Regions from separate parts of the Mus musculus genome. Here all the other regions are linked to region 3. Evidence: chromatin contacts called from public Hi-C and promoter capture Hi-C data. All regions are on one chromosome and are shown on one strand. Each heading gives the region's core, a stretch centred on a gene start, on an enhancer-like site or on the middle of the called end of the contact. The rest is flanking DNA. Distances are from core to core; before and after follow the strand shown.

Region 1 (2,700 bases), core at 164-2,663, 3.2 Mb before region 3:
TATCTTTGCTTTGCCCCCTTCTGTGTAGAAGGTTCCACTGGGTGTTCCACTCAGGCCTGTCTTTGTCAGAAGTAGCTATTCAAACCTATCTTCTAGCAAGTATCTTTTGTAAACTTCAAAGTCTGAGCTTCCATCAGTTTGTGAGATGATGCTGAGGTCAACTTGATTACTAAGTATTTAAGAACTAAAAGCCAGCTGATGATCTGAATAAATTTGTTAAGGGGTAATTACATGTACCCACTGAGCAATGTTTATCTTCTTTCCAGTATTAATGACCAATAAGCCTTTTAGATTTTAATCTAATTACCCCGAATACCTAGCCTCTAACTGAAGGGCAATCTTAAGGCAAGAGATGAGGGCATTATGTAGCTGACAGCTCATAGCTTTAGTTAGATATAATTACAGGTGAAAGTACAAAGAGGGCAGCTTCCACTACTACAAAATGTTTTTAAGGTTCCTGGGATTTTTAGTAGTCCTCCTTGATATTTTGACTCATCTTTCAGATTTACTTAATGCTTTTGCTTTATAAAGAGATTTACTTATTTCATGTATGTGACACATCAGAAGAGGGATCCCCATTACAGCTGGTTGTGAGCCACCATACTGTTGCTGGGAATTGAACTCAGGACCTCTGGAAGAGCAGTGAGTGTTCTTAACCTCTGAGCCACCTCTCCAGCCCTGTGTAAGGCTTTTTAAAGGTTCCGAAACGTCAGTGTCGCGGAAGCTCGAAGCTATGAACACCAAGTATATTTTTAGGTTACGATGGGTCCTTGAACTTGGGCGTACGTGAGTCTAGTCAAGCTAACGTCACATTCGCCCTCTGTGGGGAGTCTGCTCTCACAGATGTTCCGATCCCGTGGCTGGGGAAAAGGTAGTCGTCAAGGTTCTCCCGGGTCCTGCCGTGACCTTTTCACTGGAGGCGAGCAACAAGCGCCATGAGTGGCGCCGGAGGGAAGGCCTCCAGCGACAGCACAGCGCAGCCCACGCCTCCTCTCCTTTCTTTAACCCTGCTCCTCCGTCCCACCCCTGCCGGAAGTGGAGTGGCTCCTCGCGTCACTTCCGGTGACGGCCAGGGTCCCGGCGGGCGCGAGCACGCAGCACCTCCCCTCGCCCGCGCTCGCTCTCTCCATCGGCGTCCCCGAACGTGACGAGCGTGCGCGCCGCCGACCTAGCGTTGGGTTTAGGGGCAAAAGTCTTGAGGAACGCGGCGAGTGGGTGGTGCGCGGCGAGGGCTCGGCCAGCCAGTCGCGTCGCCGTCCCGCAGGGAGAACGCGGAGGGCAGGGAGGGGCGAGCGGCGCGCGCGGAGCCCGCGTGGAGGGGCGGAGGACAGCGAGCCGCGCCCCCGCTCCGGAAGCTGCGCGCAGTGCCCTCGGGGCGCCAGGCCCAGGCCCGTCCGAGCGCCGCGGGGTGTCGCCGCCGCCGCCACAGGACGACGTGGACGCGCCGCGGCCGGCCGGCGACGGAGGCGTGCTGTGGTCGCGCCCACTGCCCTCCCGCGAGCTCGCCCCCGACGTCAGGACGATGGAGTGAAGCGCGGCCCGCGGTGGCACTTCCGCGTTGCGCCGCCGGAGCCCGAGGCCGCCGCCGCCGCCGCCACCGCCGCCGCCCGGCACGGCCGGCTTTCCGCCGAGGATAGGATCCTCCCGCGCCAGGCCCTGACGCCGCTGCGCACACACCGCGACTGGAACCGGGGACGCGCGTCCCGACCCGGATTATCGTGGCGCGACTCCCGGCCGGCCCTGCTGCTCGCTACCCCTCCGCCGCGGCTGCCGTCCCCCTTCCCGGCGGGGGACATGGCCAGGGTCTGACCCCGGAGGAGGCCGCACCCGCGCCGCACTCTGCGGCGGGCTCTAGGCGATGCCGAGTAGCTCGGACACGGCGCTGGGGGGAGGCGGGGGCCTGAGCTGGGCCGAGAAGAAGTTGGAGGAGCGCCGCAAGCGGAGGCGATTCCTGTCCCCTCAGCAGCCGCCGCTGCTGTTGCCGCTCCTGCAGCCGCAGCTCCTGCAACCGCCGCCGCCCCCGCCGCCTCTGCTCTTCCTGGCTGCCCCCGGCGCGGCCGCCGCCGCAGCCGCCGCCGCCGCGGCCTCCTCCTCTTGCTTCAGCCCGGGCCCTCCTCTGGAGGTCAAGCGGCTGGCGAGAGGCAAGAGGCGCCCCGGAGGGCGGCAGAAGCGGCGCCGCGGGCCCCGCGCCGGGCAGGAGGCGGAGAAGCGCCGGGTCTTCTCGCTGCCCCAGCCGCAGCAGGACGGCGGTGGCGGTGCCAGTAGCGGCGGGGGTGTGACCCCGCTGGTGGAGTACGAGGATGTGAGCTCCCAGTCCGAGCAGGGGCTGCTGCTGGGGGGCGCCAGCGCGGCAACGGCGGCGACGGCTGCCGGGGGAACGGGGGGCAACGGCGGGAGTCCGGCCTCCTCCTCCGGCACGCAGAGGCGCGCGGAGGGGTCGGAGCGCAGGCCGCGCCGGGACCGCCGCAGCAGCAGCGGCCGCAGCAAGGAGCGCCACCGCGAGCACCGGCGGCGGGACGGGACGCGCAGCGGCAGCGAGGCCTCAAAGGCCCGCAGCCGCCACGGACACAGCGGCGAGGAGCGGGCGGAGGCCGCCAAGAGCGGCAGCAGCAGCAGCAGCGGCGGCCGCCGCAAGAGCGCGTCGGCTACGTCCAGCAGCAGTAGCAGCCGCAAGGACCGGGACCTCAAGGCCCACCGCAG
Region 2 (2,700 bases), core at 74-2,573, 3.4 Mb before region 3:
CTAATATTTATTTTTACTTATATGTGTATGTATTTGTATGCATGTATGCCATGTGTGCACAAGCACTTTTGGAGGCCAGAAGAGGGCTTGAGACTCCCTGGAGCTGGTGTCACAGGTGGTTGTGAGCCATCACCCAATTGTATGTAGATGCCCAGAACCAAGTTAACATCCCCCAGAAGAGCAGCAAGTGTTTGTAATTGCTGAGCCATCTCTTCAGACCCTGTCCTTTAGGGTTTATCATGCAAGGGTTGAGTTGGATTTTTTTTATTGCATTTGTTTTCATATGGTGTGTGTGTGTGTGTGTGTGTGTGTGTGTAGGTCAGAGGACAATTTGTAGGAGTTTAATCTCTCCTTCCATCACGTGGGTCCTGGTGATTGACACCGTTCCTGGGACTTTACCCACTGAGCCAACTCACAGAAGTTTTCTATCTTACTCATTTCAATCACTATTTCTATGGCTTCCTATACTGCCATTTTGCTTCTAATTAAGATCTCTATATACATACACCTTATCACATTTTATATTTGGTTTTATACATACATTTATAGGATACAAAATTCTCTCTGAAGATAAAAAGTAATAACTTTGTGTAGGGGATAACTTATTGACAGAGCATATATTCCTTATTGGCAAAACTTTTGCCTTCAGGACAAAAATGTAAAATAAACTAAAACAGTAACCTGTTTCCTCTTCCCTCACAATGATTACTTTTTTCATATCACTTACAGTCTTCAAACTATGAGTTACTTATAAGTATTGTTGGCTAACTGGCCGTTTCTACACTAATAGGAAGTCCATTGGGACTGAGAACTTTTATTCCTATAGTGCGCTGTCCCAAAATGATGAGTGATGCGAAATAGGTATTCAAAACAAATTGTCAGAAAAATTCAGTTATCACATGACAAAACAAGAACGCTACTGATGTGCAGTTCTTCAACATGAACTCCCAGCCAGAAGTTGCTAAATGCTTGAGCCACATTCCTTAACTCTCCTAGTCAAAGGCTAAGAGGGAAATTGCCAATGGACGCTGGTTTTACAAAAGTGTTCCCATTACTTAATCTCAAACCGATCCTAGAATCAGCTTTCACATTCTAAAGTTCTTGGCTGCACGTGGGCGTCCAATGCCTTCAGCACTTGCAGAAACTGAATCTCAGCCCTTGAATGGTGGGACTTAGCTTGCAGCACCCAGCTAGCCCCACGCTGCCCATCCCAGAGGCGTAGGAAGAGACCCAACCCTTAGCCTCCAAGCCGCAAGGGGAGCCGCACACGCCCCTCCGTCCCACGCCTTGTCCTTTCGTCCCGCCCCCCGAACCGGAAGCACTTGCCCGGGTTTCCGGCGGCTCCGGGACTCGTGGTGTTCCGGGCGATGTCTTGGTTTCGAGCGGCTCCGGAGAACGCGAGCCCTGGAGACCAGGACGTGTTTGACGAGGAAGCGGACGAGTCTCTGTTAGCGCAGCGGGAATGGCAGGGTCACATGCGGAAACGAGTCCAAGTAAATGGACGGGACGCGGGAGAAAGGGACTCCCAGGCGGGACCCGGGGGCTCCCTGGCAGGGGCACGCACGCAGAAGCCTGGGCGGAGGAGCGCGGGTCTCCGAGCCAGCGCGCTCCAGTGTTGCCGGGTCTTAAGAATCCTGGTTGTTTCTTGGTGCTCTTTCGGAGCCCCACCGGGTTTGGAGCAGGGACATTGACCCTACTCTACAACGTGAACTTTATTCAGTCCCTCAAGAGTGTGCAGTTTGGGGTCGGGGGAGCAGAGGAGGAGAAATGCACACCCACTAGGCTGATGGCCCGCAGAGAACGCAGTCACAGAGAGTCCAAAGTTAGGCGTGATGTTATCAAGGCTTGGAGAAGGGTGAACTGAGAATGTTGTCAAGGGAAGGTAAGGGGGAGGTAGAGAAGGGAATACTGTTCCAGCTTTACTTTAAATGCGTTATTCAATCCGGACCTGTCTTGCCATTCATTGAAACTTGCTTAGTACTATTTGGGTAGAATCGGCGCTTTTTCTGGGTGAGAACTACTTGCTAAGATCTGTCTCCACATGGGGGTGGATTCCAGAGTATAAAGACCTGCGTTCGATCCCTGGAACGTACTTTGTGGAAGGACAGAATGGGTTTCTGGAAGTTATTTTCTGACCTTCACGCTCAAGGAAGTAAATAAATGCCTCCCTCAAGAAAAATAAGTAAATATATGTTACTTAACTGTTTAAAAGATAAGAACTGCATCCACCCAATATACTAGCCATTAAATTACCCTCTTAAAGCTGCAGTTATGTCAACCCTAATTTAATGTTCCAGTAAGTTCATATTTGTTGAGCCCAGCAACCATCATATCATTACAAAAATACCATAGGAATCCAGGGCTAAACTAATAATAATAATAAGACAAATCTCTATGCCACAGTTTAGATTAGATTTCTAAAATCAGACTTCCTCTTCACTGTTCCTAAAATAGTTCCCTCTTCCCAGGCCTTGCCAGCCTCCTTATCTATCCTATTCTAGTCCGTTACCAAGAGACCAGACATGTAGTTTCCCATTTCTGTGAAGACCTTGCTAACACAGTTTTTAAAAAAAACATAACAACTGATATTTAATGTTTGCACAGTAACCCTAGATTTCCAAAGTGACTTCCCCGTGTGGCATCGAGGCATCTGCCTGTCATCGATTAGGAGAGTGAGGAAGGTAGGATAAGGAGCTCCAG
Region 3 (2,700 bases), core at 73-2,572:
CAGTAGATAGTTATTAACACAGTTGTTAATACTCACAACTGGCCAAGGTGCAGAGACTAAAAGACTACATATAACTCTTATTCCTAAAAGGGACATATGTAACACTCATATGTTACTCTCACAAGGCTCAGGGATCATTGTGAAAGGAAAAAAGGTAAGACCTGCAATGAAACCTCCTCTGGACACAGCATGCACCAACCCTGCGCAAGCCTAAGCCAGCATGGCAACTGCTGGCAATTCTGAGCGGCTGGGAGAGGGAGAGACAGTTTTCTCTAGGAGTGTAGCCTCCCTCCCACCCTTCAGTGGAAGACCACACATCCTAGACTATTTGGGTAGTACAAAGCAGTCTTGAAGGAGGGGTGGAGTATGGGATTGGTTGAGTCATCCATGGTGGATATGAACCAAACACATGATATGAAATTCTCAAAGAACTGATTTTTTTAATGTAAAAACAACTGCTTAATATTAAAAATCCACAAACTGTCCAAACAAGAGGCTCTCCTAAACTAGTCATCCTAGGATCTCTCACCTCTTACTCCTTCAATAGATGATTTTTGTTTTCTTGGGGCTTGTTGGATTTTTTTGGGGGGGTGGTGGTGGAGGGGGGATTGTTGTTTGTGTTTTGAGACAGTGTTTCTCCACATAACCCTGCTTGTTCTGGAACTTAATATGTAGACCAGGCTGGCCTTGAGCTCACAGAAATCCACCTTTCTCTGCCTCCCAAATACTGGGATTAAAGGTGTGCGCTGCCACTCCCGGATACAGTCTTTTAAGGAGTTGCCTCTTGATTTCCACAGGGTTTAGAATATCAAGCAATCAAGACTGTCTGATTTCTGCATGTGATGTCAACTTAGCAATGTTTCAATAGAACAAAGGGGATAACCAACTGGCCTCCTGTTCCCATTCTGAAGGAAAAGATGGAAGGACCCAGAACACCACACCAGGTGGCCAGCCTGGCTGTTGGACTATGACAAGGTGCGAGAGCCTGGGGTGAAGTGTTTCTGCGTGAGTGTGGTTCCCATTCTGGTATGTCCACCTGCACCGCTGGGCCTGATCCAACAAGTCCGGATCAAACAGGCTCCAGCTGGCCTAGTGCTTAGAGGCCAGAGTAGGGAAGACGCAGTACTGACCCTTCCTGCCCCGAGACCCGGCCCATGCCCTCCCTCTCCACCTCCCTCTATTCCCCACTCACTCCCTTGGTCCCCGGATCCTCACCAGCAGCGCCAGACACCATGCGCACATGGCGAGGGAACACAGAGGCAGTCTGCAGAGACAGCTCACCAGTCAGTCCTCACCTTGTTCTGCTGAGAGGCACTCCGCCTGCCGAGTCCCGCCTCTGGCATTACGTGGTTCCGGCCCGGTGAGCTTGAGCTTGAGTCCCAGGCGGCACCGCAGCGACCATATTTGTTGAGGGCAACCGGCTTCTGCTACCAAAGCGACGGAAACCTGAGCTCCCAGCCAGCAGGGGCGGGTCAAGGGTTGGGTCTCAATCTCACTGAGTCCTGAATGCTAAAACTTATTTGGGTCTCAGATTTGGATATTTTTAGCAAAATAAAAATCGAGAACCATGAGGTTCCAAACGCCACTCGGAAGCATTTTTAGTTGCATCATCCTGGCCTTTACATAGAAGGAACCTTTAAATGTGCTGTCCTTCCGAACAGGGCAGAGAACTGCATAGCTTCAGGGGCTGTGGATATTTAGTTCAAAGTTATCCGAGGTGAGGGGGAGTTTGAGAAAGCAAAACTAATTTTAAGTATTTTTTTAAGTATTATTTTAAGTATTAGATTTCAATTGTGTTTTCCTTGTCCCAAGTACTACTTTAAGGATAGAAGTAACTCAGATCAGACACACTACCAAAATCTTAAGACAGGAGCAATATCTCATTCGGTGCTTTAAATATACTAAAAAAAAAAAAAAAAAAAAAAAAAAAAAGCTCTGTAGCCAGCGCTATTCCAAATACATTACACACGAATTTATTTAGTTCTAAACTAAAGGGTAAATAGATGTATTTTGCCCCTGAGGCACAAACAACGCTGTAAATGCCTTCAGCAAAGCCTGCCAGGGTTTATCAAGCACAAATTCCAGAGGGCTTTGGAACTTCAGGTGTGTCTAAATGGGGGGGGGGGGGGGGGGCAAGAATTAAAACCATTCTTTAAAAAGACTCCATTAATAACATACCAGAGTTCTTTCTCCCATCCAGGGCAGCCAGCCCATTCCTCCCTCAGAAATAAGTTTATTGTGATGTAAGTAAACAGGTGTCAAGATAGAAAGAAGCCCAACAAAAAATAGGCACCATTAGAAAATGGGAAATTTTCCTGATTAAATGTTGCCCCTAGCCTCCTTGCTCCTCCAATGCTCCCACCCCCTACACCTTTTCCCTTCAAACAGTAAATACGTAAAAACTTCCAAAGAAATCTGACAATCACAATCTACAAGAAGACTCATTCACAAACTCAACACTCCCCAACCTTCTCCGGCTTGGATTTGGAGGACAGAGAAGGCACATACAACAGCACGTTTCCTTAAGAAGTACCTTGTAACTGGAACCTTCAGCTACCTGATTACTTTGGCCCTCAAATAAGCTTCTCTTCATTTAAGGGCTGAAGGCACAGATAGGAAACAGCTCTTCGAAGTAAAGGCATATTCTAAACATCAGTGGACTAGAAAGTACAGTAAGGAATTGAAACACAGCAAAGAGCA
Region 4 (2,700 bases), core at 188-2,687, 3.3 Mb before region 3:
ACCAGACTTGATGGTGCAAGTCTCTATTACCAGCACTTGGGAGATGGAGTTAGGTGAGTCTGAAGTTCAAGGTCACCCCCCAGTTACATGGCCAGGACAAAACCACATACACAAAGTACACTTTTATCCTGCATCTTTCCAAAAACAAAACATTGACTTCCAATTCTCTTACCCTCCAGCTGCCCAGCAAACAATTCTTATTTGGCTTATGATGCTTATATGGCTTCATCATCTGGGAATCATCTTTTGGTTGGTTACTGGCACTATTAAAAATACCTTTCTCTTTCCTCTTCTGCAATAGTTCACTGTCTACTCTATGTTTGCTATACTGCCCAACTCCCCCATTAATCGGTCCTCCATTTATAAACTGCTTAAAATTTGATGTATCCAGCCATTCTACTTCCAGAATTTAATAGACACAAAAGCCAGCCATGACTTGACTCCTGTCTCCTTCTGTAGCCTCATCTTTCTCATCAGCTCTTGTAGAACTTTTAAGACAGATAAGTGGCACTCAGCCTTCTCCATGAACCACTGATCCCTGTTCTGCGGGGACTCCCTTTATTTGGATCCACATTTACCATCGTCTTTTTGTACTGGAAAAAAGATCATACTTAAGTTTAAAACTCTAACCTATTGTTAGTAAAGTTATCAAGTCTTCCCTCCATTCATACTTCCAAACGCCAAGTACTAGGTTTCTAGACTGCAAACTTGATTGAGTGTACATTCATTCCTTTAAGTAGTCATGCCAACCAACCAAGCCGTTGGTTCTTCATTTGGGGCCAAAGGAAATGAGAATTTTAAAGTCCAGGGAAGAACGTGTGGCCGCTAACAGACACTAGGCAAACTATCTCGAACTTGTGGGCAGTTTTAAAGAAAACAACCGATTCAGTTTAACTACTAATTTAAGACATTAGTGTGTTACGGAGCCGTCGCCTTATCTCAGTGCCAAATCTAGTGTCGAAGGGTCTACTCCAAAAGGAACCCGAAGCCCATATGCTGAGGCCAGTTCTCCACTCGGTCAGCTACCGAGACCCTCCAACCAGGACAAGCGACCAATCCACCAACTCGGACTTGATCTGCGACAAACCACGTTGCAGGCTACACACTGGAAAACTCTTGCAAGAGAACCTAGCAGCCCCCAGAAGCAAGATGGCGGCCTCCCCCTCCCCTTCTTTCTCCAGGAACCCCTCCATGTCCGGGGAAGACGAAAACACCGCGACACGGGAATCCCGGCACGGCCTTGGGGGGGGGGGGCGGGCTACGCCTCGCGAACCCGGGGACTCGCCGTGGGTCCACCGGGAGGCTGTACCACTGCGCCTCCCCCGCGCCCGTAGAGCCTTTGTTCGCAGTCGCCATGGAGTACTCGGCCCCACGGCCAGGAAGTGCGGCCTGGCGCCCCGCCCCGCTGGCCCGCGCCCCGGAAGTGATCTGCGGCGGCTGCTGCAGAGCGGCCGGGAGGAGGGTGGGTCTCCCTAGAGCGGAGCGCCGGAGTCCTCCTCCTCCGCCGCCGCCCAGGCCGCCGCCGCTGCCGCCGCCCTCCGGACTCCTCTTGCCGCGCCCCGCGCGGAACTCCGAGCGCGGTCCGATCGGCGCAGCCGAGGCCCAAGAGCCCGCGGGTCGAGCGGCTCGCGGTGCAGGTGAGAGCTCGCCGGCCGGGGAGGCCGGGCCGCGGCGGGGGTGTGTCCGACGGGCCGGGCCCGCGGCCGCCGAGATTGCACGTCCCGCCTGCCGCCTGGGCTGGGACCCGACTGCGCCCCGACAGCGGGCGGCGTCTCCGGAAGGTCACCTGTATAGCGCCGGTGGCTCCCAGGGCTGTGCCCGGGCGGTGCCCGCGACCTGGGGCCGCCGCCGCCGCCGCCGCAGTCCCTGCGCCGCACTCCACCCCGACCTCCCTCGCTTTCAAGCCACTCTGCCGGTACAGAGCGGCTGCTTTTCGAGCTTCTCTGCCAGTGTTTGGAAGGAATGGCGTTTTCAGACTAAAGTCTTTAGACGCGTCCAGCTGAATGCTCGAAGGCTCTTCTAGTACAGGTTTAGCCTTTAGAAGAGGAAGGGAATGTAGGCATTGTGTGATGGGGGTATCTTCCGCGTTCGGTGCCTGAAAGATGTCAAGGAGTAGAAGATACGATTTGTGTGCTTTACTTGGGCATTCGTGTGTTGGAGTGGGCGGGCGTGGTGGCGCTGAGGTGGTTGTGTTGTCGGGAGACTTAGGAGGAATTAAAGAATTTACTGGCCTTTGCATGGAAACCAGAACGTCCAGACTTGTGAGAGCTCATCTGAGTGTCTTTGAGCTACTGTGAGAACTCTGGTGCCACGCCCTACCTGTCAAGCCAGGAAGCACACAATTTACAAACAGTTTGGGTACGTGTGCCGGGAGAACCTTTATTTCTGTAAATTCTTTTCCTGTAAATAAATTACAGCTTTAATCACGTTCCCAAAATTGACTAACAGATTTATTACTCACAGTGTAGAAGGCATTCCCTTTGGCTTATGCTTGTTAATATGTACTATTACCTATGCTGTTTGTATCTGTTGATACAATATTCTTATAAATGACTCCTGTGACCCTTAAGATGTTTCTACGGCTCAGTTGTTTTCAGAGGAGGAGCCTTTTCATCTTCTCTGTTACCACGTAAAGTGCTCAGAACTCCCCACATTTCTTCACTGAATGGATGTGAATGTGTACAGTTGATGGAAAAGTCA
Region 5 (2,700 bases), core at 114-2,613, 4.1 Mb before region 3:
ACAGGCCTGGACTGGTTACAGAATAGCAAGAAAGGCAGCATGAGACAGAGTGGCTTACAGAGTCACAGAACCGAGGAAGGGGTGGATACTCAAGGCCCTTTAGGGTGATTACAATATGGGCACTGTTTTACCACAGTTTGGGACAAGAGGATTTAGGACATGGAGGCTGTATATGACTTCCATATCAGAATAAATATTTACCTCACAGAATTCTTTTAGAAGGACCAAATGCCATGTGTGAGGATCTTTTTAAGCTCGAAAGCACTGCACAACTGTGAATCAGGTTATCTGCCTGATTTTCTACATTTTAACATCAGACAGCCTTGGCAAATTCCTCTTCTGCATGAGTGGGAATACAAGGGCTACTCCATATTTCTATCACACTGGGTCTAATCTAAAAACTTAACTTGGATGTTTGTTTTACTACAAAACCACAACTGTATTTCAACGTGAAATGAAAATGCTCAATGTGAAAAGCCACCTTGCAGTAGTCAAACTAAGCAAGGTCTGCTGGGAAGGAAAACTCTTTTGCCTCGGACCTGCACTGCAAAAGACAGTTTGCACAAATGATAGTAAAGAGGCTCTTGTTAACGTAATGACAAAACCCAAATTTTTCCTTGTCAAATTCCGTAACTTTTGGCACACTCAAAATAAAGCACAGATGTGAACAGTAAAAAGTCCACTAGTAAATGTCTCTTAGGACAGTAAACAGAGCATCACCATGCATGTCTTAAGGAACATCACAGAAACTGGCAAGCAGGGCATTTAATATATGAGGGGGAAATATGGTAGATGATACATACATATATATGCTTCTATGTGTGTGTGTGTATACATATATGTATATGCATATACACACATACACATATATACATATACTTAAGGAATCTCTTCCGAGTTTTAGCCTGAGTCTTCTATTTTGTTAGTTTCATTTAATTTTGTCCTTCGCCCTATATCAGAACGTCTGTATGAAAAAAAGGCAATAATTTGTACTCAGCACCTCAATGCCACTTCTCAGCTATAGCTGGACGTTTCCATCTACGTCTTGCCAGCAACGGGAATAATCCTTAAAGCCTTGCATAGCAGTCTACTCTTAACTTGCCTTTTTCAAAAAATCCCATTTAACATAAACCAGAAGGGCTGAGCCCAGGCAAGGCCGGCTCGGACAGAGCGGGTGTGCAAGGCGCTATCCGCGCGGAGAAGGGCCACCCCAACTCGCCCGGTCAGAGCTGCCACGTTCCTGGCACTCCGCGTCCCAGAACCCCTCGCTCGGGTCTCCAGCTCCCGGCTGCCCCGAACTAGTTCTGCCAGCGTTTACCTGCTCCTCTGCTTCCGCCATAGCGCAGCCTGAGAGTCATGTGACATACCCGGAAATAGGAGAAAACAGCCCCTGGGCCACAGCCTACTGGGAAATGTAGTTTTTCCCGCACACTAATCTGGTTCCTTAGCCAGCTCTCATTTTTGCTCAACAGAGACACCACTATATCTATAATTAATGCTAAATTGTTATTTTGTTGTTGGTCTACGTTCTGTTGTTATTGTAGCATTAAGTTCTTTCTATTTCAGGCTCCCGTTTACAGTAAAATTATGAATTATCTCATTTTCTATTTCAGGCTCCCGTTTACAGTAAAATTATGAATTATCTCATTTAGTCCTCCCTGTGATCCCTCCTGTTACCGCCATTAACAGGGGAAAGGATAGTAACTCGGAGATTTCACTAAACTTACCTAAAAAGCCTAGGTTTAGAACCTATCCCTCTCCGAAGTCTAAGACTACTATATCAAATGTTCTTTAGTCTGATATGTTGTTGTGCCTGCCCACTCACTTTTTAAAGTGATAGTGACTATTTATATAAAAAAAAAAAAGTCTACAGTGGAAAGTGAGAAAATAATGTGTATTCCTGCAAAGATTTAGTATCTTGGTACATTAAATTGACATCTTTCATTTTAATTTAAAATTGAATTGTATAGATATTTTGTCTGCATGTATGTCTGTGCACACTTAGGAACCTCGTGTCCTCAGATGTCAGAAAAGCATATCAGATTCCCTGGAATTACAGATACATATATTTGAGAGCTGCCATATAGCTGTTGTGAATCAAATCTGGTCCCCCGTTAGAGAAAAAATAGCAACTGACATATGAATATAGAAAATTATAAATCTCTATTGTTTAATTGCTTCGTAACTCACATTGACTATCTTCAAGATACAATGTCAGATAATAATTTGTAAATGTAATATGAAAAACATCATTTAGAAAACTTGAGCTATCCTATGTTTCAGGACAAAGTAAACTATCTTTCCTATTCTGTGGGAATTCACTCATCTTATCCACTGATAGCCATTGTCTGTTTATTGTCTTAAGCAGCTGGCAACTCACAGAGGGCAGCACAGTTGGCAGACTGTGGCAGATGCCTCAGTGCCCTTTCGTTCCCTGTAATTCCCACTGACAGTAGCCTAGTAGGAAGTCATATTCTTAGTACTCAGCATTTCCCTTAGTCTCTAGATGTTGCTTTCTCAACTCATGGTCTTCAATGACCTGGAAGCCATGACGATGTCATCTTTCAGACTCTTGTCTTCTCCCAAGAGCCTTAATAAACCTCCAGCTCTTCCTGAGGCCCCTCTTCCAGTCTGCGCACCAAGCAGCTAATTTGGACACCCACAACCAAGGGTCCAAGGTCATGTCTGATCGAACAGAAT
Region 6 (2,780 bases), core at 29-2,528, 3.1 Mb before region 3:
ATACGAATGTGGTATGCTGGCTGAGAGCAGTTTCTGTGGACAGAGAACTAGAGCTCCGCCACTTATGGTAGTCTTAGATAATTTCTTTACGCCTCAGGTTACTCATCTGCAAAACTGGGCCAACGTAGTATCGGAGGATTAAACAATCCACGGAAAGGGAATGTTTCGTATCACGTCTGCCATCACAGGAAGAGTTCGGCAAACGCTAGCTATTGTCTTTACCTGGGGGTAGGTCTGCTGCTGCCCTGGGGAGTAGCCGAACTGATGCTGGGACCCCGCGGGGGACCTGGAGTAGGAGCCTGGGTAGCCGCCCGGGGACGGAGACCCGAAGCGGGCCCCCGAGAAGTTGCCGCCGTGCCGCGGAGACTGGCTGCTCCCGTACGGCCTAGCCCGGGGCCCGCAGGGCGGAGTGTGGTGCGGACTCCCGTACCCGTCCCGCGGGGAGGGCGGCCGCGGCCCCCCGCCCAGGGCACCCCGGAAGTTATTTCCGCCACCCCAACCTCCTATCCCCGGGCTGGGGTACGGAGGAGTTGGGGGTCGAAAATTCGGTCGGTGCATATCAGGAAACGAAGCCGCAGAGCTCACACGCCGAACGCCTCACCGGAACCTCTGCGATCAACCGCCAGAAGGAAACTGGTATTCCTCTATTTATACACCCTTCCGGCTCCCAGCGGACTACCGCACCTTAGTTCCGGCTGCACAAAGGTTCCGATCTCACCAAGTTTCTGCAAGAGGGCAGGTAAACAGGTCACTCAATGGAAGAATGGTGGGCGTGTCTGAGAGGAGGAAAGACTGTAAAGGGGAAACTAAATCTCCGGCCGCAGCACGAGCACAGTCGTCAACGGTCTTCCCGGAGACCCCCAGTACACGAAGACGGAAGCGGAAGAGAGGAAACCGATCATCAGGCCTTATTGGCTGTGAGGGTGGGAGAGGGGCGTGCGGGTTCCGAAGAGGGCGGATCAGAGGGGTAGGGCCATCCGTCTTGGAGGCTTCCGGGAAGCAAGGAGTGAAGCGTCAGCCGGATTCGGGGGCGGGGCCATGAGCCAAGAGGCGGGGCCGAAGGGTGTGAGGCGAGAGACTCGGTTGAACAGGATCGTCCAAGGGGGCGGGGCCGAGTGAGACTGAGGTGGAGGCCTGGGCGGAAGCGGAGGGCGTGGTGGGCGGGGAAGAGTGCGAGGGCGACCAGGGGGAGGGTCTTTGCGGAGGGGGCGGGGCTGGCGGCGGGGCCGGGCTGGCTGGGGGGGCGGGGCTGAGGGGGCCTAAGGTCAAGGAGGGAGGTCGCGGGGCGCTCTCGCTGGGGTTGAGGGGCGATGCTGTGGATGCTGGCCAGGGCGGTGGCTTTTCGGAGACCCGGCCGAGGCCTGGCCGGCGGGAGGGGGCTGTGGACCGGCCGCCCGCAGTCAGGTACCTACTGACACTGAGCGCTCGGGCTCCCTGAGGGGAGCGCTCGCGCCTCGGGGGCTCCTGTCGCAGGGCTCATGGCCATGGTCGTGCCCTGCTTCTCTTTTCCACCCCTGGCTTCTAATCCCCCAAGGTTTGGTAACTTAGGAAACAGCACCTCCCGCCAAAAGCTGAGTTTTAGAAAGCAGACTGCTGCCTTGAAAACTTAAGCGAGCCTGTAGTAATTAATGCTGGACTTGAACCCTGCGTTTACGTTCTTGTAAAATGGAAGTTGACGAGGTTAGGAAGTAGAAACAGAAATTTAAAGGGGAAAAAAAAACCCACGAAAACATACCCCAAACTTAAAAATCTTGTAATTATAAAGAAACGGGATAATTAAAAAATGCTATCTTCTGCATAAGATACCTGTCTTAGACATTCCTGTAGAAGAGTTTTGTGGTCTTTCCCTAACTCCTTCAGATACTAAAATCAACTTGGGATTTTAGGACTCATCACATTAGACCGTGGATATGTGAGGGGGTTATTGGTTTAGATTTTTGTGTGTGTGAGTGTATTGTTTGCGTGTATGCACATGCACCATTTAACGTACCTGATGCCTTTGGAGATCAAAAAAGAATCAGATTTCCTGGAACTGGAGAAAATTGTGGTTGTGAGCTACCTTGTGAGTGCTGGGAACTGAGCCAAATCCTCTTGAAAGAGCAGTAAGTGCTCTTAACCACTGAGTCATCTCTTCAGCGCCTGGCCTAAGGTTTTCATTCATCCATAGCATCTTTCTGAAGCATTTTGGCCTTCAGTCTCTGACATCTTCGGTGACATAACTATAGAGTATATCCTCAGCTTTATTCTTTATTAATGGAGACATAAACACAAGGGCTTATGGGGGGGGGTGAGGTTGTTTAATTTTTTCATGCCCCTGCTATATTCTTGGATAATTCAGTTCGACTTTTTTTGTTTTGCTTCATTTTGTTGTTTTGTTCTTTGTTTGTTTTTTTGAGACAAGGTTTCAATACATAACCCAGGCTCGACCACATTTCTTATTTCTGAAGACAAATTGTATAATCATGGAGGGATAATGTCATCATCAGGATGTAATGATATTTTAGCGCCTGCACACTACAGCTTATCTAACATTTATATTGTTCTTTACTGGCCATAATTTCTGTTTTATCTTTTCTTTGTCTAGCTTAGAATCTAGCATTTGAGCAGTCATACTTATGAATGTATATTTATTCACACATACATGTCAGTGAGTCAATAATCTGCCTTATGAAGGAAGCTGAGAAGTGGGGTGGTAGGCACCAAAAGTATGTTTATTATTATTTTTATAACTGGCAGAAAATAATGCAGAATTGGGTCTCAGCTTGCCCTATATGAATTAC

The links. Promoter capture Hi-C pulls out the DNA fragments that hold promoters and counts their contacts. A called contact is a pair of places that touch in the nucleus more often than the background predicts.
Region 1: a promoter capture Hi-C map of pre-B cells shows a contact between it and region 3. The contact joins the promoter of Cdk13 here to the promoter of AW209491 in region 3. A contact is called at or near these places in 3 of 39 promoter capture datasets (the HPC-7 cell line, cranial neural crest and pre-B cells) and 1 of 484 Hi-C or Micro-C datasets (neutrophils).
Region 2: a contact with region 3 is called in a promoter capture Hi-C map of liver, with 4 times the contacts expected there. The contact joins the promoter of Yae1d1 here to the promoter of AW209491 in region 3. A contact is called at or near these places in 3 of 39 promoter capture datasets (liver and pre-B cells) and 1 of 484 Hi-C or Micro-C datasets (CD4 T cells).
Region 4: a Hi-C map of CD4 T cells shows a contact between it and region 3, with 6 times the contacts expected there. The contact joins the promoter of Rala here to the promoter of AW209491 in region 3. A contact is called at or near these places in 1 of 39 promoter capture datasets (pre-B cells) and 1 of 484 Hi-C or Micro-C datasets (CD4 T cells).
Region 5: a contact with region 3 is called in a promoter capture Hi-C map of pre-B cells. The contact joins the promoter of Vps41 here to the promoter of AW209491 in region 3. A contact is called at or near these places in 2 of 39 promoter capture datasets (liver and pre-B cells).
Region 6: a Hi-C map of uterus shows a contact between it and region 3, with 7 times the contacts expected there. The contact joins the promoter of Sugct here to the promoter of AW209491 in region 3. A contact is called at or near these places in 2 of 39 promoter capture datasets (cranial neural crest and pre-B cells) and 5 of 484 Hi-C or Micro-C datasets (B cells, LSK cells, muscle stem cells and 2 more).

Annotation. Positions count from the first base shown.
Region 1 is chr13:17,803,810-17,806,509 of GRCm38.p6, reverse strand. Cdk13 (cyclin-dependent kinase 13) reads left to right here and starts at 1,413. Exons shown (of 14, transcript NM_027118.1): 1 at 1,413-2,700. The coding sequence starts at 1,859.
Region 2 is chr13:17,991,974-17,994,673 of GRCm38.p6, reverse strand. It overlaps Yae1d1 (Yae1 domain containing 1), which reads left to right and starts at 1,323. Exons shown (of 3, transcript NM_025904.3): 1 at 1,323-1,493. The coding sequence starts at 1,368.
Region 3 is chr13:14,628,880-14,631,579 of GRCm38.p6, reverse strand. AW209491 (expressed sequence AW209491) reads right to left here and starts at 1,322. Exons shown (of 2, transcript NM_134067.4): 1 at 1,216-1,322.
Region 4 is chr13:17,942,954-17,945,653 of GRCm38.p6, reverse strand. It overlaps Rala (v-ral simian leukemia viral oncogene A (ras related)), which reads left to right and starts at 1,437. Exons shown (of 5, transcript NM_019491.5): 1 at 1,437-1,637.
Region 5 is chr13:18,715,955-18,718,654 of GRCm38.p6, reverse strand. Vps41 (VPS41 HOPS complex subunit) reads right to left here and starts at 1,363. Exons shown (of 29, transcript NM_172120.4): 1 at 1,319-1,363. The coding sequence starts at 1,339.
Region 6 is chr13:17,693,263-17,696,042 of GRCm38.p6, reverse strand. Sugct (succinyl-CoA glutarate-CoA transferase) reads left to right here and starts at 1,278. Exons shown (of 14, transcript NM_138654.3): 1 at 1,278-1,404. The coding sequence starts at 1,311. It overlaps Mplkip (M-phase specific PLK1 intereacting protein), which reads right to left and starts at 630. Exons shown (of 2, transcript NM_025479.6): 1 at 223-630. The coding sequence starts at 558.